3 separate regions of the Mus musculus genome follow, and all the other regions are linked to region 2. The links are chromatin contacts, called in public Hi-C and promoter capture Hi-C maps. All regions are on one chromosome and are shown on one strand. The core of a region is the stretch at or near the end of the contact, and the rest is flanking DNA. Distances in the headings are between cores, read along the strand shown. Region 1 overlaps Cd101 (CD101 antigen). Region 2 has its middle 36 kb from the start of Ptgfrn. Region 3 holds the start of Ttf2 (transcription termination factor, RNA polymerase II).

The links. Promoter capture Hi-C pulls out the DNA fragments that hold promoters and counts their contacts. A called contact is a pair of places that touch in the nucleus more often than the background predicts.
Region 1: a Hi-C map of uterus shows a contact between it and region 2, with 1.8 times the contacts expected there. The contact joins two enhancer-like sites. A contact is called at or near these places in 1 of 15 datasets of contacts at CTCF or cohesin (the NIH/3T3 cell line), 12 of 484 Hi-C or Micro-C datasets (CD8 T cells, MC3T3-E1-derived osteoblasts, cochlea and 7 more), 11 of 115 datasets of contacts at active chromatin or transcription factors (the SCID.adh cell line, SST interneurons, VIP interneurons and 8 more) and 1 of 9 other capture datasets (embryonic stem cells).
Region 3: a contact with region 2 is called in a promoter capture Hi-C map of hippocampal neurons, with 4 times the contacts expected there. The contact joins the promoter of Ttf2 here to the enhancer-like site in region 2. A contact is called at or near these places in 7 of 39 promoter capture datasets (the 3T3-L1 cell line, 3T3-L1-derived adipocytes, the C10 cell line and 3 more), 1 of 15 datasets of contacts at CTCF or cohesin (the NIH/3T3 cell line), 29 of 484 Hi-C or Micro-C datasets (the AML12 cell line, CD4 T cells, CD8 T cells and 23 more), 11 of 115 datasets of contacts at active chromatin or transcription factors (the SCID.adh cell line, SST interneurons, bone marrow-derived macrophages and 8 more) and 4 of 9 other capture datasets (adipose tissue, embryonic stem cells, liver and 1 more).

What each region holds. Positions count from the first base shown.
Region 1 is chr3:100,992,226-100,996,925 of GRCm38.p6, reverse strand. It overlaps Cd101 (CD101 antigen), which reads left to right. Exons shown (of 9, transcript NM_001167906.2): 9 at 3,032-4,700. The coding sequence ends at 3,261. Among named protein-coding and RNA genes, the nearest start is that of Ttf2, 25 kb to the right of the region's middle. Within about 2 kb of position 2,480, at least 94 of the 459 cell types and tissues checked have an H3K27ac peak or open chromatin away from gene starts, as enhancers often do. A contact at or near this core is called in the SCID.adh cell line, SST interneurons, VIP interneurons and 1 more, where this site is marked.
Region 2 is chr3:101,143,814-101,148,496 of GRCm38.p6, reverse strand. No RefSeq gene overlaps it. Among named protein-coding and RNA genes, the nearest start is that of Ptgfrn, 36 kb to the right of the region's middle. Within about 2 kb of position 2,781, at least 60 of the 459 cell types and tissues checked have an H3K27ac peak or open chromatin away from gene starts, as enhancers often do. A contact at or near this core is called in the N1E-115 cell line, the SCID.adh cell line, SST interneurons and 11 more, where this site is marked.
Region 3 is chr3:100,966,804-100,971,189 of GRCm38.p6, reverse strand. It overlaps Ttf2 (transcription termination factor, RNA polymerase II), which reads left to right and starts at 1,527. Exons shown (of 23, transcript NM_001013026.2): 1 at 1,527-1,570; 2 at 1,655-1,757; 3 at 4,098-4,184. The coding sequence starts at 1,543.

The DNA of each region.
Region 1 (4,700 bases), core at 1,231-3,730, 150 kb after region 2:
GGAGGAAGAATAAGAATGAATGAATACCAGAACTCTACTGTCCCCTTTAAGGCTGTGCTCCCAGTGACCTATGACCTCCCGTTGAGCTCCACCTCTTAAAGGTCCCATCAACTTTCCAGTAGTGCCAAGCCAAGGCCACATCTTTACTACCTGGCTCTTTTGCAGGACATTCCAGATCCAAACTACAGAGCTGAGGTCTCTGTGGGGAATCAGTAACCTAGGGAGAAGGTTGCCTGGGCGTTTCTCACTTGTCCCAGGAACATTTCTAGCTCATGTCTATTGCTTACTCACTCAACAAATGGTCCAGGTATTGTATTAAATGTTATATTTCATATTATCTCATCGCAGCTCCATAAGTTATTATCCCTGTTTAGTTGATAAGGAAATAGAGGCTGGGGGAGATGAATAACTTCTCCAATGTTCATAAGAGTGAGTTGAGGAGTGAAGAAGAGCTGAACCAAGTTCTCTCTGAAGTACAGGCGGTTACTCATTCACTCCGGTGTAGGGACCGCTCATGGCCAGTGTTTTCTTAGGGACTCCATGGCTCCATCCCCTCCCTGTGAAAGGTTTTGGGTCTGGGGTCAAGAGAGACACTAAAGCAGATTGCCATGTTTGGGTAAGAAGTTTATTACAAGGGTTATTAATGCCAAGGACAGACAGCAGCATGGCAGGAGCCCTAATGAGTGTTCAAGCCCACGGGCAGAGTTAGGAGGGCACCTCTTAGAGGTCTCAGGAAGGGGATGGGGTCACATGGTGAGCGTGCAGCCAGGCTCTCTCTGTTTCAGCGGCTGCAGAGTGGAGAGCAGAAGGGAATTCCAGGAAAGAGATGTGCAGCTCTGAGGATCTGGGGAAGTGAGGAAGAAGGGCCTGGCTAGTTGACGTCTATCCAGTATATGGTGGAGGCATGTGTCAACGCTGGTGCCCTTTTGATATTCCAGGGGGTCCAGCCCTGAGGTTTGTAAATTTGCTTGGGGAAGTGAAAAACTGTGGCTGTCTGTCATTCTCTGGGAGTCTGGACACCTGAGGAAACTGTTGACACTCTCCTAGATGGGCTTTCTGTAGGGGGCCCGTCATTTCCTGACAGTGACCACTGCTATAAAAAGAAGCTTCTTTGGGTAGCCATGGTTGAGTGGCCTGGCCTATTCTAACACAACATCGCAGCCTGCTTCATTTGACCATGCTTGCCAGCGTCATATCACATGCGACCCAGGGGACTAATTATCATTCGCCTGGATCATTTGAAAGAAGAATGCAGAAAGAGGTTAGAAAAAAATTAAAAATTAAACCAGGCATGGTGACACACTCCCATAATCCCAGCCTTTGGGAAGTTGAGGCAGGAAGATCTTGTGTTTGAGGTTAGTTCAGGCTACATAGTGAGACTCAGCCTCAGATCAAAACAAACAATAGGAAAAAAAAATTCAAAATCTCTCTCTCTCTCTCTGCCATTGATTACATTTTCAAGAAGGAAAATCAGATGCAAGATGAAAACTACAATTGAGAACAGAAAAAAAATATCTAGGCCACCAACTCTGCAGCTCTGTGCCAAACCCATTCAGAACTGACAGCCTAATGCCAGGGACCGACACTGCATGATGGCGGCCACCTTGGCTCTTGCATGGGGAATACACTCGGTAGCTGGTTCCTTCTCCAGGATCCTGGAGGACTTTCGGGGGAGGTGCGTTACAAGGTACAGAGACATGTAAGACACAGGCCCAAGCCTCCAGGAGCTCACAGTACCTATCACGAGCAAATGTCTGGGCTCTCTCTTGATTTCCAGTGAAGAGGCAGTCTTTGACGTGTAAAGTGCTTCAGAGAGGCCCCAAGGGGTCTTTTCTTTTGCACTTGGAGGTTGGTCAGAACGACCTATCAAAACTGTTTTATCACTGGGAATCCATAGTCTCGGAAATTGTATAGCTTAACCTTTGAAGAAGAGAGGTCTCCTGTCGTTAGTTTCCCAAGCAAAGCACAGCTGCTGTTAGCATCGGATTGTTCAGAATAGCCCTGATTTCAAATAGTTCAGAAATGTAGTTGGAAGAGTGCAGTGAGTGGTTGGTACCACTTTACACATGTGGCTTTCTGCTGAATGCCTGTAACCCAGGCCTTTAGCCATTAGCCCAGGGTACCATTTCCGAGGACCTGTGGTGGCCGCAGTCCTCTCTGCTTTGCCTCTCTGGGAAATGACCAGGAGCCCCAATGCCCCACATGTCAGTCTGTTGATGGTGCCTCCCATCGGCCTGCAGCTGCGGAGGATCGGAGGATCGCATGCTTTGGCGTGCCTCTCTGTATGGTGGCTTTGACTCTGTGGCGGCATTCAGTTTGGTTTAAGATCACCAAAGGCAGGAACCCAGGACACTTAGCCATTCTCAGTCCAGGGAAGAAAGGAGCCGAAACAAAGGGCTGTGTGACAAGGAGGGGTGAGCACGGGACCATGCAAGAAGTCTGGGAGAAGTGAGATCCAACCAGACAGGGACTGTGCCCAGTGGCTTAGATACAGGAAGTGAGAATTGAGCATAGTGGGGCAAGGAGTCAGGACCCGGGATAACCTATATGTCATGGGTCAGGGGCAAAAGTGCCCTCCTTCATAGGCACAGCTGTTACTGAGGACAGCTTAGTGCACTGTGAGTTTCAGAAACAGCAGTGGGAATATCTCAGTTAAAAATTCAGAGCCAGCCACACAGTTGAGAACGAGAACTGAATTATACATATCTTTTCTGAGGGAAGAAGATTAAAGGAAAGGTTTTCTTTCTCTCTCTTCTTTTTTTTTTTGTTTTGCTTTTCTTTTTTGGCTGGTGGTTGTAAGTAGGTCATTGGCAGCTGTACAGCTGCAATGGCCGGGCAGGGGGAAGAGGTGTGTGTTGGGAATGTCCTGGGCCTGTTCTTCCAGTGCACTTGCAGGGCGAGAGGCCTGTGCCATTCCACCTTGTCATCTACACGGACTTGCCGATAATGATGTGTAGGGAGACGTACTCGCCTGCTCGGCCCCGATCGTTGGGACACTGATTGATTGTCTTCTGTGTTTCTCTGGTTGCAGAGCCCACGGTCTCCTCCCTGATCTGCTCCTCGGGGCCCTTGCTCCACTTCCTCATCGTCTGCCCCTTCGTCATGCTGCTCCTTCTGGCCACGTCCTTCCTCTGCTTGTACCGGAAGGCCAGGAAGTTGTCACAGCTGAGTCTCAGTGCAAAGAAAGAAAAGGCTCTCTGGGTGGGCATGAGAAAGACATCACTTCAGAAGGAAGCTGGAGAGGAGAGTGGACACTACTGAGGAGCACCTGGGCTGGAGAAAGGAGCGTGGAGGGATTGGGTTGGAGCGTGGAGGATGAATGAATTCTGTTTTAGACCTTGGCCAAGTTACCAAGGGACCAGAAGGGATGTGCCATGGACATAGATTGTTAACCATATCTTGTCGAGTGTTTCTTTGTGTAGCAACCATTTTTTTTTCTTTGCATCCTTCAGAAGCAGATAGTGTCATTGTCCCCACTCACACAGACCTCACCTCCTGGAGGTCCAGCCTCATCTGGAAAGAGAGGAACACCAGCTGTCGAGCCTTCCTTCCTCTCTCATTCCTCTCCCACTCATCTATTCCCTTGGCAACATCAGCTTGGCCCAGTCACAAGGGAAATCATTTTTCTCTAGATAAGAAATGTAGGAAAAACCGGGTGTCGGCAAAGCCGGAGGGATTGAGAGCATGGACTGGCTTGCCTGAAATCGGACTCCCCCAATCATTATGTAATTTTTTCTAGGCAGAAATCCGATGTTTTTTCTCCAACCCCCCTTTACAAATGCCCGCTGAAAAGTGTAAGAGTCGTTGTCTAATCAATATCGGCGCTTTGACAAAAGGGTAATGTGTTACAGCCTTTTGGAAGTTTTCATTTGGCTTCCTGCTTTTATAATTGGGGATGCTTTTTGTTTCTGTTTTTATGATGTCAAGGAAAGGCCTTGGGATACAGCCCTAGGCCAGCCTTGAACTTGATCTCACTGTCTAGCCCTACACTGTACAGTCTGGACCGTCCTCCACCTTACAGCCCTCTTCCCCCCACCAAGGCCAGCCTCCAAGGGCTGGGATTCAAAGCATGCATTGGCACTGGTCGGTGCTGTGCATGTCTTTAATCCCAGCACTCAGGAGATAGAAGTGTATGAATCTCTACACTCAAGGCCAGCCTGGTCTACAGACTGAGTTCCAGGAAACCCAGGCAGGGCTACACCGAGAAACCCTCTCTTGGAAAAAGAAGGAGGAAGAAGAAAAGGAGGAGGAGGAGGAAGAGGAAAGGGAGGGTGAGGAGAGCAGGGGCATTGGCATGCTTGGTTTAAGAGATAGTAAGTCATCGTTGAAGAGCATCCTTCTTCCCATACAACAGTGTTCTACTCAGCCCCCAAGGCCTCCTATCTCCTTCACACACACACACACACACACACACACACACACACACACACACACACCAGCCTACCACCATAGTGCTAGGCCTTGGCCAGTGCCTTTGTTGAAAGCACTGAGTCGGAGGAAAGAGCCTCGGTAGAACTTGGGAGACGGCTCTGCAGTAATGCCCCTGTCTCATGGTACTGGAGTGTGGGTTCAAGGGAAGAAGAGGGTCAAGTCTGACTCCTGAGTTTCCTAATCTCACCCTAGAAATCCCAAGGGCGAGGTGTGATGGTTTAAGGCTTTCAAGAGCTGTTTCCACTGAGCAGGCCTGGCTGTAGCCAGAA
Region 2 (4,683 bases), core at 1,532-4,031:
TGTCTGAAGCAGGAAGTAGAAAGTTTGCTGTCTTGGGACATCATAGCTTTCAGAGCCTACTTCATGCTGATAGAGATTTCCAGGCACTGGGGCTGCCTGAGGTGCTGAATCTGCTCAGGCTTCAGCAGGTTGGATTTATAGATTTGGGTTCATTCAGTTCTCCCAAAATGCAACACCTCTGCCATTTGCCTCTCATTGTCTCCATGCATAATTAACAACAGCTAAAGATCTTGCTAAAAACAATTTTTAAACTTAAAGACTCAAATCTTTTTACATATAGTTTTGTGTTCTCTAATCACTTTCTCCCAAATCTGATGGCAGTAAGTTGAGACTATCTTTAACAATAAGGTTTGCAAGGAAAGCAACAGTTTTAATTGGGTAGATGCCATGAAGCTGTCTCTCAGCACCTCACGGATTGCTTTTCATGCCACTTGGATAGAATTTAGCTTTGGAGCTACTACCTAGGAATGTATTGTTCAGCGTCAGCACGTTTGTCTTTTTTACTTTGAAGTTTTCAGATCACTGACTTGCTAGTCAGTTTAGGTGACAGACCAGACAGAGAACATAACTTGTGTCACTTTCCTAATATAAAAACTAGTAGGTTTAGCTTTTGTTTCTTGCTGTCCTACTGCTCACAGATTTTATGATTTTATAATGATATTTCTCCATTTATTTTAGGAATTTGTAATGATACTTTCCCACCCCACTCCTGGTACTAATTTATGTATTAGAGTAAATTGCTTGCATAATAGATGTAAGAGTTGAATTACTCTTCTACAAAATAAAAGTATTTCTCTTTCATGTAGCTGTCCAGGATAGGCACTCCAGAGATTCAGCAACTCGGGCTGCCACAAGCAAATCACCCATTAGAATGGACAGTCAGAGGAAGGTCTCCTGTCAGATGTATGACTGTTAAGAAATCTAGATCTTTGATCTACACAGCAGGAAAATTTCACTAGGTCATCAGTAAATGGTTTCATGTACTGACAATGGAGTGTCTGTATTTAAAAAACTCACTTAATACTTCTCTCTGTCTCCTAACCTGAACCACTAGCACCATCTGTAAGGTTTGATCAGATCTGCATTCCATTATTCACCCTATTATGTACTAGCTATGTCTTTGGGCAAATTAATTAATGCTTATGAACTTTCATTCTTAAATGTGGAATGCTATTTAAAAGACCCACTCTCTATGCAAATGTGATATATTATACCTCAAATATGCACATACTGCTTAATATTTCATAAATGTTTAATAAATGATTCTTAACCATCTGAGGAGCACAAGATTAAGATTGTATAACTGGAGTTTGAATCTTTATAGACATGTGATGGATTCTCATTGCCGCCTCCCCCAACACACACCACACACACACACACACACACACACACACACACACACACACACACACACTATTTTAAGGCTCTGAGAAGATTCTCCTCTTGTTATCTTTTTCTCATCTATAAAATAGCAAGCATAATATACATTTTGAGGTTCCATTCTTGTTTTTATCTTTTATTTTCTAATTAATAGGACAATGTTTGGAAAACATAAATGTTATGGAAAAATAAAATCCTATGGATTTTATTTCTATTACACTTTTACACTATTTGTATAAAATAGTGCTTTACAAAGCACTATTACAGCATTGTGGTTTCATTTCCATCTTTCTTAGCTTCAAGTCTATTATTTTTTAAAGCTGAGAACCACGGGATATCCTTTTGGTTATATCCATTGGGAGTTCCTTTCTCTATATTATGAAAGAGAAACCAGAAGCCTCTGACTGTGGAAAGAACTACCCAAAGGCTCCAGTGAATACACATGGGGCTCCCAGTGAAGAGAGCCCTAATTAGTCTAGACTGTCGCCATCTTGGAGCGAGAAACCGGCCCTTGTGGGAATGGGAGATGAGGGTGAGTGTGAGCCTGGGACTCCTAAGAACAGACACTTGCCCAATTCACAGCCTCGCCTTGGGCTACTTCTGCTAAGGGAACAGCTAGTGCTTATTACAGTCAATGGGGGTATTCTCATCACAGAGGGATTGTGAGATTTGGCAAAGATCACAAAGGGGGAAAAAAATCTCAGACGGAAACAGTCAAGAATTGCAATTCAGGATGGGACAGAAATAAAAAGCCCAATTCTGATTCACATATTCTGTCATACCCGGTTGATCTGGGACAAAGATCAAAAATTCAAATTGGACAGTTCCCAGCCAGGACTTCTTTCTTTCCCAATGGGCTGTGTAGTATTAACAACCAAGGAGTATCTTTTGTAATCACCAGTGATAAGCTGATGATAGAGAAGCAGACACATTTGTCATTTGTAGTTTCTATACCTCCCCTCTTTATTATCAGAACCTCGACATCTTGCACCCATCTTTAAAATGTAAATTTACCTACAGCTATTCATCCCGCCTGTCCTAATGCCTGTCAAACTGAGATGAAAGAAAGCTGTACCCAGGCAAGTCTGAGATCCTCCCCTCTATCAGAAAAATCTTCCATGGAACCTTGCATTCCTCAAGCAAGACAGATCTGAGCTCTTGATACAGTCAGAAGGGGTGACCTACTTAAAAAGCCAGCAGAGTGTGTGTGTGTGTGTGTGTGTGTGTGTGTGTGTGTGTGTGTGATGAAACGAAAGTGAATTGTTTTGCTGAAATCTGACACTAAAAATAGGGCACTGGATCCTTCCCCTGCTTGGAAAAAAAAAAGGCATTAAAATGAGTGTGTCTGTATGTCTGGGAATATGTCTCCATAGCAACCATTGTCCCACCTCCCCTATCAGCAGCATTACCCTTCTCAACGAAAAGAGGGCATATGCACGCCTTTCCCAGCACCCTCCCAATCCCTTACTCCATGAAATCTAATTAAAGAGTGAAATGAATTTTAGCGATGGTCCTAGAGGCTGGGAGAAGTCCAAGGCTGGGGAGGGAAGCGCTTGGGAGGGGGCACAGGGAGACCTGCCCTTCCACACTGGAGGAGCGGCATGCAACTCCTCTCTCATTTTTAAAAAGAGCCGCAGCTTCCAGGCTGAGGGGCTGCAAGGGAGTGATAAACCCGCCATTCGATGATGTTATTACTTTAATGGATGCAGGACTGGTTGAGCACTTCATTTCCACCAGGGCTTCTTAGTTTGCAGCTTCTTCTCTTTATACAGCATCTAGTTTTCCTCAGACCCTCCTTCGGTTATTAATGAATGCTGTCCCCATTTCCTGTGACACTTGGGTGAGGGAAGAGGAAGCATCATTTGAGAAAATACATCTGTGTCTGGAGTGAGGTGAGTCCATCACAATTAGGAAGCCCCCTGCCACCTCCAACCTTAAACACTTTGTATTTATATTAAGTGTAAGGGAGCACACAGGGCAGATACCCTGGGAAGTAGAAGCTGATTTAGGCAAAAGAATTGCAAGGAAGCACCTGCTGGGGTCCTTTCCTTAGGTCTCCAGGAAGTGCCTTACCTCCTTCTCCCTTTCTCCATCACCTTCCTCAGCATCTAGCCAGCAGCAGCTCAGCACAGCCCCCCCACCCCACCCCCTCCAGCACCCTCCTCTCCCTCTACTCTGAACAACCCTGTCCTTGTTTCTGTGGTCCCCTGGTCCTGATCCCTGCATTCCAATCTCTTCTACAAGTTGGCTGCAGGTCTGGCTTCATCTTATATGAGTTCTCTCTCGGGAGCAAACTTGCCCTCACACAGCGTTCAATCAGGTCTGGACTTGTCCCCTGGACAAGCAGAAGGCAGTGCAGGAAGCCTATGGGGTCTCCTGGGGGTAGAGGGGAAAAATTAGTCACACATAGCACACAAGCTGCCATGTTTCAGAGCTGAGAGGAGCCACAGCAAGAAGAGCAGCTAGGTCTTGTCCTCTGTCCTGGTGGAACGAGCCCAGCCAGCTGTGTGCACAGGAAAAGTCAAAAGATGTGATCTCATGCAGAATGGAGTGGTTGGCACAGGGCAGCCGCCATGTGACTCTGAGCTCTGGGCAGAACCAGCTGTGGCATCTGCAGTTGCGTCCACCTCAGCTGCCAGCCTTACAGCTGCAGCAGCAGGCGTCTCCACATCCTTGGATGGATAACCAGCTTCCCCACTGGGGCCAATGGGGGCCTCCCTTCTTGCCAGCCTGCTGAGGTAGCAAGAGGCCTTTGCTTGCCAAATACCTGTGAAAGCCTTGTAGGAAAGGAAAATCATGAAAGACCCAGAAGAACAGGTCCCTGTCAGGCCATGGAGAGTCCAGTGACCTCTGGTTTTACCCAGGCTGATGTGGCTTAGAGTGCAGTGTTTACTTGCAATAAAATAATGAGAACTAATATTTGCTGGGCACTCACTCTGGGCCAGGAGTTTCTCTGCATGTGTCCAAAGGTGACTTACAAAGAGGGAAGCAGATAGCATTCTTATCTGTGTTTGACAGGTAAGGTAAGAGGAAGACTAAGGTTTCAACTGAGACATTTTGAACTCAGAGCATGCATGCGGTTTGAGAAAGTGGGTGGGGGAAGGAGACAGCAAGAGAGAGCTGTCCACCCACTGGCAATAAGTCTCCAGCCTTCAGATCATCTTCACACCCCACCCCACCCCACCCCACCCCTGAAGTGCTGAGGAATCTTAGAAGACCAAAAAAGAAAATCATCATACAATCATTATGTAAATAACATCATTAAACGTTAGTGTCTAAATGAGAAAAAGAAGGCACTGTTGA
Region 3 (4,386 bases), core at 278-2,777, 180 kb after region 2:
TTCTCACTACAAGAATCACCGTGGTCCTCTTTCCCCAAACCTTAGTGTTTGTGGTCTCCACCTCCTCAGATGGTATCCACTTCACATGCATATAATACAGATCTTGGAATTGCAATCTAGGAATAAAGAAAATCTGTTTGTATAAACTTTCACTGGAGAACTGGGGTGGGGCGTGCCACACTGCGTGCACTTGGAAATTCATCTCTCTCTCAAGCTCTCCGGGGTTTGCTGCTGACTCCATTCATCTTGACATTTATATACTATTTTATATTTATTTAAGCATTAGGTAGAGGCTAGTTCAGCTTCTTCCACTCAGTAAGCCCCTTGTGGTTAGAACAGTTGCTTTAAATGTATGCATTAAATGAACTTTATATTTCTCAAACACCTACTCCTCTTGGGACACCAAAAAAGCTATTTAGTAAGAACTGCTTAATTCATAAATGATACCTCGGGACTGTCTGGACTCTGAACTCCTAAAACATTTACAGCCTCCATATAGCCCAGACTTCTTAGACATTGCAGCTTTTCTGTCCTCATAGCAGTTGTGTGTGCCACTCCAAGACACATGATCTTCAACTGCTGAAATATGAAGTCATGGCTATTGCAGCCAAGCTCCGATAGTCATTCCTCACCTTCTGCTCACTGAAAGAATCCATTACAAGTTCTTTCCTTTCCTTTTCTTTCTTTTTTTTTTTCTTTTTGGTTTTTCGAGACAGGGTTTCTCTGTGTAGCCCTGGCTGTCCTGGAACTCACTTTGTAGACCAGACTGGCATTGAACTCAGAAATCTGCCTGCCTCTGCCTTCCAAGTGCTGGGATTAAAGGCGTGCGCCACCATGCGTCACTCTCGGTTTTTTAAAAGTACAAATGCAAAATAAGTTCAAAAGGTTTGACAATGCAAAACACACAATGTAAAATTAGTAAGCACGCAAGGTCTTGTATTGCCCTCAGGTTCTTCTCTCAGACCCAGGGCGTCCACACCAGGCGGTCCTTAGAACCTCACCAGGGGAAGGCAGCCTAAGACTCAAAGAGCGCGGAACCTGGAACTGAGATCTGTGCAGATGTTCAATCTTTGGTGACCCCGTGGACGCCCTGCACTCATTTAAAGGTTGCCCGGGGTCCTAAGGGAGTCTTTGTGCTTATTACAGACTATGCAGTAGATTCCCAAAGTTTTAAGGGATGCTCCCGCCTTTTGGCCGCCTCAAGTTGAAGTGTTCCCGCCCACAGTGGCTGCTTCCCGAGCAGGCAAGCGGCTCTGGCTCCCTCTGGGTCTAGTGGTTCCTCTGGAGTCTCCCAAGCTCAGCCTCGTCCACTTCTCTCCAAGTCCTGCTTTCCCCAAGCCAGGGAGCATGCCGGCGTCCTCACTGGAGCTCAGCCACGCCTCCTCACTCCAAGTTTGATTTCAGAGCGCGCCAAGCCTGAGGGAGACTGTAATTGGTTGAAAGTGAGAGACTCTCCCGCTTGATTGGTGGAGTGTTGTGGTGGGCGGGACGGGGCGGAGTCAAAGACGGAAACCCGGCGGGCCAGGGCTTCCTGGCTGCGGTATGGACCTGGTTAAGTGTCCGGAGCACGGTAAGGCCTCAGTCTCGGGATTTCCCTCCCGGGGACTGTGGGACTGGCTTGGAGTGGCCGATGCTGACCTTCTTGTTTCCTCAGGGGACGCCTGCTTCTTAAAGACCGGCGTCCGCGATGGCCCGAATAAGGGAAAGAGCTTCTACGTGTGCCGGACGAACACATGCGGCTTCGTGCAGGCCACCGAGTGAGTCTCCAGCCCGGCCCGGTTACACGGAGTGACCCAGCCTGGTCACTTCAGCTGCCTTGGGACGCGGACTCACCCACACTCCGATCCTTCTAGAGTCTGCTTCAAGTTTCTAGGCACCTGTCTGGCCTTACTTAGCCACTCCCCTTTGCCCCGGCATCCTTTCTGCTCCCTCTAAAAAGTGTAAACAAACAGTGGACATGGGAATTAATTTGCTAGTCTTGTACCAATTTTAGGTCGCCATTTAAATTTTACGTTTAAGGTTAAAACATGTTAATTAGACACAAGCTTTTCTCCTTCATCTAGTGGCATGACGTTAACAACCCAGAGAGAGCCAGAGTCTTTAGGGCAGTGTTTCTCAACCTGCGGGTCACGACCTTCAGGATCTAAGGACGCTTTCACAGGGGTTGCATTTCAGTTATCCTGCAAATCAGATATTTTTACATTGCGATTCAAAACGGCAAAAATTACAGTTATAAAGTAGCAATGGGAATGATTTTATGATTGGGGTCACCATAACTGTTGTAACGGGTATTAGGAAGGTTGAGAACCGCTGCTGTAGGGAGTTAGTGCTGAAAGAAACATCAGAGGTTGATGTGGATCGCAGGTTCTGCAGATGTGAAAGCTGAGACCTAGAAACCTCAAGCATCTTGTCTAAAGTGAGGAAAGTCAAGTGTGACAATCTTTTTTTTTTTTTTTTTTTTTCCCAGACAGGGTTTCTCTGTATAGCCCTGGCTGTCCTGGAACTCACTCTGTAGACCAGGCTGGCCTCGAACTCAGAAATCCGCCTGCCTCTGCCTCCCAAGTGCTGGGATTAAAGTCGTGCGCCACCACCGCCCGGCAAGTGTGACAATCTTAACATACCGGGTGTTGACATTCTCGAAGTGAAATTACACTGTGGTGTCATTTAACATTTCTCCCTGCTCTCTATTCAGCTGGACTTTGTAGAGCATGGTTATTTTTTTTTCAGTATCATAGCTATACTAATATACTAATGAATATTAGTAATATACTAATGAATAGTAGTACTGGAATAACTTGTATGATTTGTGTCTCCACTTTGTACCAGAATTTACTATTTATTTCTAGAAATATTATATAGATAATGTTTCTAAATATACTGAGATTTGGTACCCTGCTCAAATGTTTTAAGACACATGTGTGCTCATGTTTATAGGAATTGTGCATCAATGTTGGTCTTAGGTTTGTTTCAACATTAAAAGAAATGTTCTTGTGGACTGGAGAGATGGGCCAACCTTTAAGAGCACTGGCTGTTCTTCCAGAGGCCCTAGCTTCAATTTCCAGCACCCACTTAGGGGCTGTCAAATGTCTATAACTTCAGTTCCAGGGGATCGGGTGCCCACTTCTGGCCTCTGAAGGCCCAGCATGTACTTGGTGTATAGACACACATGCAGGCAAAATATCCCTAAACATAAAATAGAAATAAATCAATCTTGAAAAAGAGAGTGAAGATTCTTAAACAGTGTGTCACTTACATGGCTACACTGCAATACAGACTAGTACAGTACTTTCACTCGAGGCTTGCAGTGTGTCTGAGGAGCAGACTGCAGACAGTTTTACAAGTCACGGGAGAATGCTTTAGACCTTCACTCAAACCTGTTCACATATTTTTCTTCTATAAGTAATAAGGAGGGACATTTAAGATTTTATGCCAGGCAAGCAGCACATGAGTAAGTTATTGTAAGAGGGAGACACGTGAGTAACAGCACGTGGCACCTAATAGGGTATTAATGGATAAAGGGTAATGGGAGAACCTGAGGAGAAGTCACAGCAGGCCTGCCCTATAGCCTGCCTTAGACTATAAGCCATCCCTGGGAGGGTTGCAATGTGGGCATCATAGGACAGTCAGGAAGAAAAAAATACAGAGTGAGTTCCAGGACAGCCAGGGCTACACAGAGAAACCCTGTCTCAAACAACCAAAATAATAACAATAATAATAATTATGGCCATGCTTTGGTTTAGAAAGTGAGAAGAGGGAAAGACTATGGATCCTTTCCTCAGGAAGCCACACAGGTAACCAACCATCTGTGGGACTTACAAACCCAGGACACCTTGGTGTAACATCTGTGGCTGGGCTGGGTGTGGTGGCACACACCTGTGATCCTAGGACTCAAGAGGCAGAAGAAGGATTGCTGCAAGTCTGAGGCCACACTGGTCTAGGTAGTGACTCCCAGGCCAGCCAGGGCTACTCAGTGAGACTCTGTCTCCAAATATGTAAATAAAAATAAAAATTCAAGCTTGGATTTGACTTCAGACTGTTGACCTCTCTCTATTTCTTGTCTTCTAATAAAGTTATTTTATTGTATTCTTCTCTTCTAGTATTCCTGTTTCTCACTGTTTATTGCATGAGGAGTTTGTGGTCGAGCTTCAGGGTTTGTTTCTACCACAGGACAAGAAAGAATGGAGGTGAGTGTCCAGAGGAACCCCCCCCCACACACACACACATATCCACACATACACACACACACCCCCAATCTTGAAAGAGTTACAGTCATAGTTTTTTTTGTTTGTTTGTTTTTAATTTTTTAAAAATAAGGGATTTTGTTCTTTAAAGGTCATTACTGAAACCCTTTGTTGTACATGCTGATCATCATCTAGCTACCTTGTT